Linked DNA regions of Mus musculus: region 1 is linked to region 2. A link is a contact called in public Hi-C data. All regions are on one chromosome and are shown on one strand. The core of a region is the stretch at or near the end of the contact, and the rest is flanking DNA. Distances in the headings are between cores, read along the strand shown.

The links. A called contact is a pair of places that touch in the nucleus more often than the background predicts.
Region 1: a contact with region 2 is called in a Hi-C map of bone marrow-derived macrophages, with 44 read pairs. The contact joins two enhancer-like sites. A contact is called at or near these places in 5 of 39 promoter capture datasets (the C10 cell line, cranial neural crest, liver and 1 more), 2 of 15 datasets of contacts at CTCF or cohesin (CD8 T cells and pro-B cells), 35 of 484 Hi-C or Micro-C datasets (3T3-L1-derived adipocytes, the 63-12 cell line, B cells and 26 more), 11 of 115 datasets of contacts at active chromatin or transcription factors (bone marrow-derived dendritic cells, bone marrow-derived macrophages, double positive thymocytes and 8 more) and 5 of 9 other capture datasets (adipose tissue, embryonic stem cells, liver and 2 more).

The regions. Positions count from the first base shown.
Region 1 is chr14:70,399,332-70,405,775 of GRCm38.p6, forward strand. Piwil2 (piwi-like RNA-mediated gene silencing 2) reads right to left here. Exons shown (of 23, transcript NM_021308.2): 11 at 2,703-2,891; 12 at 2,087-2,171; 13 at 404-493. Among named protein-coding and RNA genes, the nearest start is that of Gm24890, 26 kb to the right of the region's middle. Within about 2 kb of position 3,595, at least 100 of the 459 cell types and tissues checked have an H3K27ac peak or open chromatin away from gene starts, as enhancers often do. A contact at or near this core is called in the 63-12 cell line, the BV-2 cell line, CD8 T cells and 9 more, where this site is marked.
Region 2 is chr14:70,329,045-70,335,726 of GRCm38.p6, forward strand. It overlaps Slc39a14 (solute carrier family 39 (zinc transporter), member 14), which reads right to left. Exons shown (of 10, transcript NM_144808.4): 2 at 2,225-2,322. Among named protein-coding and RNA genes, the nearest start is that of Slc39a14, 19 kb to the right of the region's middle. Within about 2 kb of position 4,402, at least 184 of the 459 cell types and tissues checked have an H3K27ac peak or open chromatin away from gene starts, as enhancers often do. A contact at or near this core is called in the 63-12 cell line, the BV-2 cell line, CD8 T cells and 9 more, where this site is marked.

The DNA.
Region 1 (6,444 bases), core at 2,345-4,844, 69 kb after region 2:
GCTTCAGGACCCCAGAGCTTCACCTCTCATACAGACTCATGGTGCAGAGAAGCACTGCAGTAAGTTGGTGTTCTCAAGGAGTCTCACTTATGGCTCTGTAGCTAGTTAACCACTGTGCATCTATCTACTGGGAAGGATGAGGACAGGGCTGTTCTTTTTCACTTGGAATCCAGAGCCTACACTGTCCTAAGGCTGTCCAACGCTGTGACATGTAGCATCCTTTCTATGGTAAAGTATGTGATGACAGTCTACAGAAAGGAAAACTGGAGCCCAGAAGAAAAGGCTCACCCAGCAAGTCAGAGCTGCAACATACTTCTAGCTTAGGCTGCTATCCCAAAGGTGGTCACTTGAAGCAGGCATCTCCCCAAAACAGCAGCCCCCCCCCAAACAGCAAGACTCTAACCTTCATGGCCCTGAAGTCCTTCTTCATCTTCTCAGGGATCCCCGTCATGAAGGAGAGCTCGGGCAGCAGCAGGATCTCGCCCTTCAGCAACTTAGTCAAGAAAACAGAGAGAAAGTGAGTGATCCCAGGGCCCAGTCAAGATGGGTGAGGTCTGTAGTAATAAACCTGCCACTGAGAAACTTTTATGAAACCCCAAGAGAGAGGACAATAGGACAGGAAACACTGTGTGTATTCTGCCCTCCATGTTCTCTGTCACAAGGAGGGAGGCTCTCACAAGAAGAGAGAAAGACCTGCAACTAATGAGACAGAGGGGTGGGGGGCATCTCGAGGATATACCTGAGACCTGGGATAAGGGAGGCACCCAAGGATCAATGGGGTGACCTTAGCTGTGACTCACAGAATTGGGGATAGGAAACCTGAAGAGACCACCTCAAGTAGCCAGGCAGGAACCCTAGTGGAGCCATACCAACCTACCCACAAAACTTCCACCCAAAATGTATCCTGTTTACGAGAAATGCAGGGACAGGGGATGGAGCAGAGACTGAGGGAAAGGCCAAGAAGAGGTGCTGGCTAGAGACATGGCTCAGCAGTTAGAAACATGGTCGCTCTTTAAGAGAAATGGGGTTTGGCTCACAGAGCCCACATAATGGCTCAAAACCCAGTTTCAGGAGCTCAGACACTTTTTTCTGACCTTCGTGGGCACCAGGAACGCATATTGTAGATAGATATACATGCAAGCAAAGCATTCATATACATAAAATAAGAAATCTAAAGTTTTTTACTAAAAAAAGAGAGACCAAGTGTGGTATCAAGGCAATTCTCTGGGCCCTTCTCCTGCTAAATGTCTACACCTCTCTTTTGAATCTATAGATTTTTGTTTTTTAAGATTTATTTTTATTATTTTAATTGTGTGTGTGTTAGGGGGCAGGGAGGATGGTATATGCACATGAATGCAGTGCCCAGAGGCCAAAAGTGTCAGTCTCTAGAGCCCGGGTTATATGCAGTTGCAAGTCTCCTAATGTGGATGCTGGAAATCAAGCTCAGATCCTCAGGAAGAGCAGTCAGTGCTCTTAGCCACTGCGCAATCTTCCCAGCCCCCACAAACTTTTTTTTTTTTTTTTTTTTTTTTGAGGTGATGTCTCACTACTTAGCGCTGACTGGCCTGGAACTTGCTACATAGATTAGGCTAAGCTCGACCTCTGAGATCAACACGCCTCTGCCTCCTAAAGTACTAGGATTGTAGGCGTGTGCTTTCACATTCATGTCAGAGTTTTACTTTTTTTGTATATGTAAGAGTGTTTTACCTGCATGTATATATGTATCTGTTGTCCACAGAGGGCCAGAAAAGGCCCAAGCTCCCTTGGAACTGGAGGGACAGTTGTGAGCTGCCATGTGGGTGATGAGAATGGAACCCAGGTCCTTTGGAAGAGTAGCCAGTGTTCTTAACCACTCTACCATCTCCCCAGGCTCCAGAGTTTTTAATCTTTAGATACAAGGAACTCTCTTTATGTCTTTAACCCAAATTGTTCGTGGAGGTATTTATCTCCTCCTGGCAACTCTGAGTACAGGGAAAATACAACCATGCCCAATGTGTTCCAACACAGCACACTGTATAAGCGGATGAGCGCACACATAGCCAGGGCAGCAGTACGGAGGAGGACCGCTGGGAGGGTAGCCACTCACCATGCCATGGTTATTCTGTCTCTCACTGGGCCGGTGGATCAGCAGCGGCTGGTCATCTTCCTTGACTGTGATCCCATAGTTTTTGCTAAAGCAGGACAGAGCAAGAGAGTGTCACCACTCCTACAACAACCCCTCCAGCCCTCTTCAGTGCTACTGCAGCTTACAATTTGCACAGTCCCCTCACTGAGAATCCATCAGACACTAATCACAGTATATGTAAGTGGGAAATGCAGGCTACAGCTTTCTTGCTGATGGACAGAGAACAAAGGCTATATGTACAGCCCAGGAGAGAAGCTTGTGGAAAGTGCATCAAGCTAAAGGATTTAGAAATAAAAGTCTAATGATTAAAGATGAGAACTTCAATTCTCTCCCCAGACAAAACCAACAAGAAAAATACAACGGATACCCCCAAAATCACTTATGTAATAATTGCCAAAAGTACCAACACATACAGGCCAGACTCACAAATAAGCTCATGTGGTCTCAGATGTTTTTATTACCAGTTTACAGAGCTGTACAGTGTCAGGTACCTCATCCTTAACTGTACTCACTACCCAGAGCCTGGAGAGCACGTCCCACCCCTACCCTCAGACCAAGTGCAGTCTCTCATCTGTACCTGTAGTATTCCAGGAATGTGATTTCCTTCCCGTCCGACATGACAAAGCTGTCTTTAGGGGTCTTGTTCCAGTCCACATCATCGATTCGGTAGGTACGATTGTTGTAGCGCGTGATGACAATGCTGCCAACCAGAAGCTTGCTGCACTCGTCCTGGAAGTGCTCCTTGTTCTGCTGGTAGATAGCATGCCTTTGGGAAGAGGTAAGAGACTCTGGTTGGCATCCATACCCTCAGGCTCCTAAGAGAGGGACGGGGCTCCAGAAACTGAAGTAAGGACCCAAGGGTTGGATCTCATCTTTTACCCCTCATTAGCTATACTCATCTCATGAACCAATGATCGTTTTTTAGGATTTATTTTTATTACTTTAATTATGTTCAATGCGGTGTGTATGCCTGTATGCACACGTGAGTGCAAGTGCCCAAGGAGGCCAGAGGCATCGGGTCCCCCGGAGCTGGAGCTACAGGAGCTTGTGAGCTATCTGATGTGGGTGCTGGAACGCACGGCACTCGCACTCAGTTCATTTAAAAGAACAGGAAGTGTTCTTAACTGCTGTATCATCTCTCCAGTCAACCCCAACTCACTTCCTCTTTTTGAAACATGGTCTCAGTGACGTAGCCTTGACTGGTTTGGAGCTTACTATGAGACCAGGATGGACTTGAACTCACAGAGATCTGTCTACCTCTATCTACCTCAGGAGTCCTGTGATCAAAGGCCTGTGCCACCACACTCAACTCAACTGTTGTTTGTTTTTAACTGAGGTCTCCCAAAGGAAAGTCACTTGCATTGTTTTAAAAAAAAGATCCAGGCTAGCAAGAAAGCTCAGTGGTGTAGGGCACAGATTGGCCTTACAGTGGTGTAGGGCACAGATTGGCCTTACAGAGGACCTAGGTTAAAGTCCCAGCCCCATCTAGGGGTAGGGGTTCAAAACCATCTGTCACTCAAATTCCAGGGGACCTGACACCATCATCTGGCCTCAAGGCATTCAACATGGTGCACAGATATATACACAGGCAAAACACCCATACACATAAAATAAAATTTTAGAGATTTTAATTAAATTTTCATGACCTCCAAATACAACAGGGAAAAGTTTTGTAACATGTCCATAACTTCTCTTTTAAATCACAAATCAAACCACACGTGGGAGGCCTAAAGCAACATTACTGAATAGTTCCGAGAAAGGCCATCTGTATCTTATGATTCTGTAAGGCTGCTCTGGCTCACACAGAAGCCCTTCTTTGAGGATGTGCATATGGGGCAAAGGGATTTGTGGGTACCTCTGGTGAACTTTGAATTATTGTTGTAATAAGTTTCTTACATCAAACTAAAGTAGGGTGAGTGACTCTGTGAGTTTGAGGCCAGCATTGTCTACACAGTAAATTCCTGACCAGCCTGAACTACATAACAAGACCCTGTCTCAGCAAGAAAGAAAAAAGAGAGAGAGAGAGAAAAGGAAAGAAGGAAGAAAGGGAGGGAGGAAATGTGCTGGCTAGTCTCACGTCAACTCGAGACACAACTAGAGTTATCTACAAGGCAATTTCTTAATTAATGATTTATAGGAAAGAGCCCAACCCACTATGAGTGGGGCCATTCTTGGGTTAGTGGTCCTGGGTTCTATGAGAAAGCAGGCTGAGCAAGCCATGGGTAGCAAGACAGTAAACAGCACCCTCCACGGCCTCTGCATCAGCTCTGCCTCCAGACTCCTGCCCTGTGTGAGTTTCTGTCCAGTCTTTCTTTGATGGTAAATAGAGATGCTGACTGAAGAATAAACTGAATAAACCCTTTCCTCCTTAAGTTGCTTTTATGTTTCATCACAGAAATAGAAACCCTAACTAAGACAGGGAAGACAATTCATATGAAAGTATCTCAAATTATGTACTTGACAAGATATCTGTATCTAAAATACAAAAATTTTACAATTAAATAATATATTTTAGAGGCTGGAGAGATTGCTCAGCAGTTAAGTACACTGGCTGCTCTTGCAGAGGATTCAGGTTCAATCCCCACCATCCACATGGAAGATCACAGTTGTCTGTAAGTCCAGTTCTAGGATCTGACACCCTCATACAGACAGACAGACATGCAGGAAAAGCAACAATGCATGTGAAATAAAATAAATACTTTTAAAAATGCATTTTAAAAGTGGATCAAAGATCTAAATATTTCACAAAGATATTCAAATGGCTAAAAGGTGCAGAGAAAACTGCTCAGTATCATGAGTCATGAGAGAAATGCAATCGAAGCCACAGTTACTCATTTTACATGCAAAGGTGGTTATAATAGAAACAGATGCCAGCAAGTGAGGCTGCAGGTGAACTGGAGCCTTCACACACCTCTGTTGGGAACACGAGAAGTGCCAAGCTGTCCTTGGGTTAAGTAAAGGATAAAAATAGAGCTCACAGAAATGGCAATACACACACCAAAATCTATCTGGACATGAAGTGCACAGGCAAACAGTGAACACTACAAAGTATCCCTCAAACAGCTGAGTAATAAATATGGCAAGGTCAGCAAAGTGGCTTAGAAGAGAAGGGCTCTTGCTACCCAGCCTATCAACATGAGCTTGATCCCTGGGACTCACGAAAAGGTGGGAGAGAGAGCAAACTTCACAAAGTTGTCCTCTGACCCAAGCAGCAAACACATCCACACACACACACACACACACACACACACACACACACACACACAAATAAAACATTTTAATATCACTTTTAAAAAGAAAGAGAGAGTTCAGTGGTTAAGATCACTTGCTGCTTTTCCAGAGTACCAGAGATTAGCATCCATGGTTGACAGTGACATGGTTGACAATCTCCTGTACCTCCAGGTTCAGGGGACCTGGCATCTTCTTCTGACTTCCATTGGCACACATACACAGCATATACTTATACAAACATAGTAAAATAAAAATAAATATCTTTTAAAAGAAAAATATAGTATATCAATATGCTGGAGTATTGTTCCAATGCAAAAAGGAACTCTGTATCATGCATATAACCTGGATATATCTTGAAAGCATACCAAGACACAGAATATTATACAAAGGTTGTTTTTCATATGGAATGTTTGAAATAGTTAGAAAACAGATTGGTTAGGTAAAAGGATTACAAATTTGAGGCCAACATGAATAAGCCAGCAAGATCTTATCTTAAACAATGAAAAAAAATAGGAAGAGAGGAAGGGGTGGAACAACACACACACACACACACACACACACACACACACACAACCAGACTGATGGTTTCTCTAGGTCTGAGGGCAAAGAAGGAAACTAATGTCCAAGGGTATGGGCTTCGCTTCTCTCTGCAGGGATGAAAATGTCCTACAACTGACTGCAGTGATAATGTACAGCATACACCATGGATAAGCTAACAGCCACAGAACAGCACCCTCCAAATGAGTATATTTTAGTTTGTATCTCAATAAAGCTGTTTAATAAGGTCACACTGGGGTTAGCTAGATGGCTCAGTGGGTTAAGGCACTTGCTGCCAAATCCAAAGACTTGAGTTTGATTCCTGGATCTGGAAGGTGGAGGGAGAAAATCTACTCCTTCAAACTGTCCGCTAACCTTCACACATACACATATACATACACACAAATAAAGAGATGTGTGAAAAATCATATACAAGCAGGAATGTAGCTTAGTGTGGGGATGATAGCCTAACATGCATGAGGCCTTAAGTTCTGTCTCCACAGTCATAATAATAATAACAATAATAGACTAGACATATGCTTATTATCTCA
Region 2 (6,682 bases), core at 3,152-5,651:
GTAATTCCAAGCATCTGGGAGGCAGAGGTAGTTTAGGTAGTCAGGAGTTTAGGCCAGCCTTAGTCATTTCATATATAGAGGCTAGCCTCTCAAGAGATCCTGTCTCACCTCCACTTCCCCCAAACAGGCCCTGCCTCCCCACCCCACCCCACAAAAGGCTAAGAATGTAGGCTGTAGGACTGAACCCGAATCACATAGGGGTGGTGGTTCCTGGGGTGCTGTACACCCACAATCTCAGCCCTCAGAAAGCTGAAGCAGGAGGATTACTTCAAGTTCAAGGGCAGCCTAGGCAGCAAAGGAAGATCCTGTTTGAAACTAGCAAAAAGAGAATAACTATCTCATCTCAGTCCCTACCCATTCATTGAATGAGCATGGTCCAGAGGCCTTACCCACCCAAGGCAAGCTATCTTTGGCCTTTCTTCACTCAAGGCAAGAGCCAATGAACAACTGGAGTTGAACTGAGTACAGATGGAATACAGCCTCATTCTCATTCTCGGCTCCAGGCATTCAAGGATTGTATTATTCCATTCCCCCCCCCCCCCATCAAACCACTTTACAGTTTTCCTACTTCCTGTTCCAGAACCTGAGCCTCAAGCTATGGCATCCCAAAGGCTACCCAGGGTAGGCAACATCCAGACAGCACAGGAGTGACAGGGGCCCACTCATTCACCCCAAGAAATCTCAGGCTGCTAAAACAGGAAGAATGGAAGACCATTAAAAAGGAAAAAAAGGTCAATGGTAACCCAGGAGCAGGGACCAGAATCAGAACCAGCAGCCTTGAGCTCACCACACAAATATCTGCTGATCTCCCTCACTGTGCGTCAGCACCGTGGAGAGGGGGTCATCAGGCCAGAGACTGGTGAGAAGGGCCTGGGGCAGCCAGCATAAACTGACCAGGAAGGCTTACTTAGCCCCAAGCTGGGCCTGGAATGAGTCTAATGACAGCCAAGCCCAGGGTTGGAACCAGACAAGAGGGGAGAAAAGCAGACTTCAGGGCTCAGGGCCCACCAGGAATCTGGGCCAGAACTTCTAAAATGTCCTCAGGCTGGGAAAGACAAGGAAGTGGTCCAAGGCAGGAAGCCAGCTCTTCCCACCAGAGCCTGGTGAGAGTTGCCCCGGTTCTCATCCCTCAACATTTCCCAGATTGCAAAAGTGTGGCCTGTTGTCCCTCTGAGTTCACTACTGTTTGCCAGACCAGTGTCCCACGTGTGGCCTGAGCAATGTGGTGCTCACTCACACCCATCACTTACATCACTGCTTAAGGAGACACTTCCAGCTTGTCATCAGAGTCAAATAGAAAAGCAAGGCCTGGCAACTCCCTCCACCTCACATGCTTTTTCTCACGGGCATTTCCATTGCATTCTCTTCCTGGGAGCCTCGGGTCACTCTGAGCTCCTCAACCATTTTGAATACTAAACTTCTTGGTCTTCCAACAAGCCTGCTTAACTAGATTTTTGTTTCTAAAAGGCGAAGAGGGTCCTCTAGTATCCCTTTGTCAACGCAAGCCTAGTACAGGGCTGAGCACACAAGGGGCCATGTGTAAAGAATTTCTGATCAAAGATGAGAGGTTTAACTTCCCATCTAACTAAAGTCTACAAGGCCCCTACAGACCAACAACATCTTCTACAGACAATCTATGTCAGTAAATGTTAGGACCATCTATTGTTCCTTTCTCTAAACTATTCTCTTATTGTGCATACAGAGAGAGAGAGAGAGAGAGAGAGCGCACAAATGTACAAACACATTTTTGTCTTGTCTATTATTTCCAGAATGGATTTTGCTATCATCTAACTCTCGAAGGCCTGAACATGTAGCCCAGGCTGGCCTTGAACTCATGACAATCCTACTAAGGACTAGGATTATGGGTAGGCATCATCACCCTGGGTACTTCACGTATGTTGAATAAACTAAAAGCCAGCTTATACCTACCAAAACTAAAAGCCAGTCCCTGCCCAGCACATGCCAGCTCCCAGAAGAGAAGGAAAATGAGTCCATGTTCAAGCTTAGCTATATAGCAAGTCAGGGCTACATGACATTGTCTCCGTAAATAAGAAAGAAATAAAAGCAATGGCAACTAAAATCTACCTTAGTCCAAGAGTTCATTCACTCAAGAAATGTCACTTCCTGCCAGTCACCAAGAATAAGGTGAGTCCCTGAGATGCTAATGACACTGGGTACCTTCCCTCCCAGGACTGGGAGAGTAAAGCCCACACAAGAAACTTACCAGGATGGTGAGGCCAAGGCTAATGTGCAGCTCAAGGTTTACCTGGTCAAACTGAGCCAACAGTTTCCACTCTGGATATTAAGTAGCCTGGAGACACACTGGAAGAGATGAAGAAACAGGCTGAGATCCCAGGGCCTACTCCAGAGATCCTGTTGCTGAACTATGCTGCAAGGGGTTGCTACTCAGGCGGTTGTGGCATAAAGACATCCCTGCCAGCGAACCATTCCAGCAAAACAGATGTCCTCAGTGTATCCTGAAGAAGAGAAGGCCCAGCCTCTTCCCACGAAACAGTTGCACAAGCAATGAACCCATCTAACTGGCACAATCTGAGTCACACTGGGAATTTGAGCAGCACAGGATGTCAGAGTACAGTCTGTTTTTGTTTTCTTGTGCAGTACACCTAAGCCCTAACCTAGAGAGTCATGCATGTTGGTGCTCTTGCATGAGGGCCACAGAGAGACACTGTGGTACCATGTACTCACCGTATTTGTGTGGGACCATGGAGAGTACCAGAGGGACACAGAGCTGGGGAACAGTGAATCAAAGGGCCTGGGAAGAGTGATGCACCCTGGGGCGTTAGCACTGAGGAGCTGCTGGGAAGTGGGAGGCTACCAGTAAGCTACACTTCTAGGCCAAAAATGTGTGTGTGTGTGTACACAGTGCCTGCAGAGGCCAAAAGAAGGCATCTGTTGCCATGGGACTGGAGATACAGATGGGTTGTAGGCTACCATGTAAGTGCTGTGAATGAGACTCAGGTCCTCTGAAGGAGCAGTTGGTGCCGTTAACACTGAGGCATCTCTCCAGCCCCAGGAATGTGTATTTTTGTTTCTCTACCCTTAGTAGGCTGAACCATAATTTATTTTCCAAATGAAGTGCATAATACACAGGACAGGACCACTAAGAGTAAGCTACCAATTCCATTAACAGACATCAGGGAACAAGTGAGTGTGTGCCCTCCCACCACCACAGACAAATGTTGGAAAACAGAACAATCAACCTGGTGTCAGAGGTGGCCAAGAGAGCTCCCCTAAAGGAAAGTTCAGACCCCTAGAACATGTAAAAACAAGCTAGTGGAGGGGGTGGGGGGATGGAACACTCTATCCATAGAAACTAGTAGAGAGGGAACATCTACTTGAAGTCCACAGTGACTAAGACACACAAGAAATCACACAGGGGATAGCATTAGAGGCTACAGACAACAGGCCTTGAAAGGTTCAAGAAAACATATGGTTCAATTGTGGTGCAAATCAAACCCAGCCTCAAACACTGGAGGCAAGTGTGCCGCCATTGAGGTAACCCCCTGGTACCTACTTCTGTTTGTTTGTTTGTTTGTTTGTTTGTTTGTTTGATTGATTGATTGATTGATTGATTTGTTTATTTGTAGTCGAACACTACAGTTCAGGTTGGCTTGGAACTCACTAGGTAGCCTAGGCCAACCTAAAACTCCTGGCAATCCTCCTGCCACAACTAACCAAAGAGCTGGGAGTACAGGCATGAGCTACTAGGCCTGGCATTTGCATTCTTGGCTGCATCCTGGAGAATGAACGGGCAGGGAGGCAGGCAGATGAGGAGCAGGAGATTAAACAGCAGCAGGCTCTCACAGACAGACATCCAAGTGAAAACAGAGAACCAGTTGGGTCTTAAGGGCAAGAGTTCTTTGTGTTGGACTCAGGCTCAACCGCAACCCAGGCTGGATTATGCAGACCTCAGAATTCTGCAAGCAGAATTAGAAAAGAGACCACCCCAACATTCAGGCTAAGACACATCTGCTCAACATTCCTGCTTCAGTGGGCAGGTAATTTAAGAAATGTGTACTTTAGCTTTGCAGTAAAACATACCCCAAGGGCCTTTGGCTACACTGCTTGGTGAATGGCCGAGACTATCCGCCCCAGCGCCCCTTCTCCCCCAGCCCTTCCAGTCCTCTTGCAAGCCAGTTCAAGCCCAAGACCTCCTCAAAGGCTCTAGCTGGCCAGTCTCCATGAGACACCCTGGCATAGGCCACTATTTGAAGGAAGTCATTCTTTATGTGTACAATCTTCAGGTTCACCTGAGAACCTGCTGGAAGGGCAAATTCTCTGTACCTCCAGGCAAACCAGAAACCAGGTTGGCCCAGGACTGTGGGTTTTACTTGGGAGCTCTGGCAATGTTCCTGCACACTAAAGCCTGAGGCTTGCCACTCCACTTCCATGAAAACCAAAGGGGCAATAAAAGGGACCACGTGGCTCTTTCTACCAGTATCTAACCTTCCTGACTGATCACTACTTCCTGCAGGGCACCTGGACACCCTGCACTCATGAAAAAAGAGGATTACTAAAAAACAAACAAACAAACAAAAAGTAAAGAAAAATAAACACCTATTTCCAAGTTGGGGAAGCAGGCAGCAGAAGGGACAGACAGAAATGACACCAATCCTAAACCTTCTCCTCTTACATAGCATGCTCTTTGGCCAAGGGTACATACAGCCAGTCAGTGAGTCACTGATTACTAAGCTGCAAGGCTTTCCCACATCCTCTGCCTTCTCACTGTGTGACCACAAACCGGAGCATCTTGCTTCCTGAGGTCCCAACCCAGCCTACTGACCCTAACTCAGCTTTAGCCACTAGGACTCTTCCTCCTCGTTTCCTTGCCTGACTTCCTCTCTCACTCACACACACACACACACACACACACACACACACACACACACACACACTCCGCCACCGCCGCCCGCCACCCATGTCACCCCTGCACCTTCTTATCCCCATCACTCTGGACTCAAAATCGTGCCGGAGCTGGCAGAGAGCTAGCATGTACATGCTCACCCAGCTCTAAGGTGAGGAGGGTCCAGGAGAGGAACGAGGAGGTCCTTCAGAAATAGGTCTCCACTCCATTTTGGTCCTCCCCAGCACTGCCTCACCCAACCCAGGCCCATTCTTTCCTTCCTCTTTGTCTCAGGGTCCAGGCACTTAGAATGACAGACAGGCTTACATTTTAATCAGGTTAACTGCCTTGATTGTTTCTTAACAGGGGGGGTGTTTGGCACAGCCTTCTGTTATAACCCTTCCCTCCCCAGGCATTTCTATAAGGCCTAGGGACTTCATCATGGAAGCGCATTGGGTAAGGCTATCAGGGACAAGAGAAGCAGCACAGGAGCATCTTCTAGAAGCTCCCTGTGTTGAAAGGGGCAAGGGGAGATGGTGAAGGCCCCAGCATCTTCCTGATTTGCCCATCTCCGTCCTGGCCTGACCACTGCAGAGAAGTTGAGAAGTTCAAGCACAGATGGATTCCTACCTCGAAGCCAAGCAGGCTTCTGGTTCATCCCACACAGAGCCACAGATCGGCACATGCCGTATAGATCGAGGCCACATGAGCAAACCTGCTGACACACTGCCATCTCCAGGCAATATGTGCAAAACTGAGTTCCCCAGCACTCCCTCCCCAGCCTCTCACAAACTGCCTGCCTATTAAAAAAGGATCAACATTCTAGCCAGACTTAAAGGCTTACTCTTTCCAGCTAACACGAACCCTAGCTCCAATCTGGGAAACTTTCAGATACAGAGATGAAAGAAACAGACATGAAGATAGTTCTAGGTGCTGGAGAGACAGCCTAGGTGGTAAATGTTTGCCTTGAAAGCATAAAAACCTGAATTCTACACCCAGAACAAGAGTAAAAAACAGTCGGATATAGAGGTATGTGCTACAGAGGAGGAGACAGGTGGGTTCGAGGCTCACTGGCCACCAAGCCTAGACTACTTGAGAGACGCCTTTTCAAAAAGAAAAAGTGAAGTCTGGAGGAATGACCTAATGGTTAGGGGTGTATTTTGCTTTGCAGAGGAACAGAATTCTGACCCCAGGATCCACACTGACAGGATGAAACTGCTCATCACTCAAGCTCCGGGGTGTCTAGCACCTTCTTCTGGCTGCCACACTCACACTTACATACACACATGTACACATAATTAAAAGTAAATAAAATTGTTTCCAAAAAGAGTGGGCAACACCTGAATAACACCCCAGGCTGCCTTCTGGCCTCCATACACAGGTACGTGCAAATGCATACACCAGTGCACATATATACAACACACAATTACTTATAGAAGCATCCTTCATCAAAAAGCCTGTGGACAACCCAAAGGCCCCTGAGCCAGAAGGTCGGTAGAAAACCTTCAGGGGATTCTCAGGATGGAACTGGGTGGGACAGAGTGCACACAGGGAGTTTTTTTTTAACAACATGTGACACTATTTGTAAGAGACCCCACCCACCCCTTCTAGGAAGGTCTGGAGAGCTTGTCTGAATCTGGACCACTGCACAGGAAACTTCGGGGGCCAAGAACCCAGCTACGTTTCCTAGTAATGCCAAAGGAGCAGGAGGAATCTGACATGGTAGTTACTGAAAAATCTCTGACCTGGCCTTCAAGAGTTCTGTCTGTCTGTCTATCTGTCTCTCTCTCAGATTTATTTATTCTTATGTACATTTGG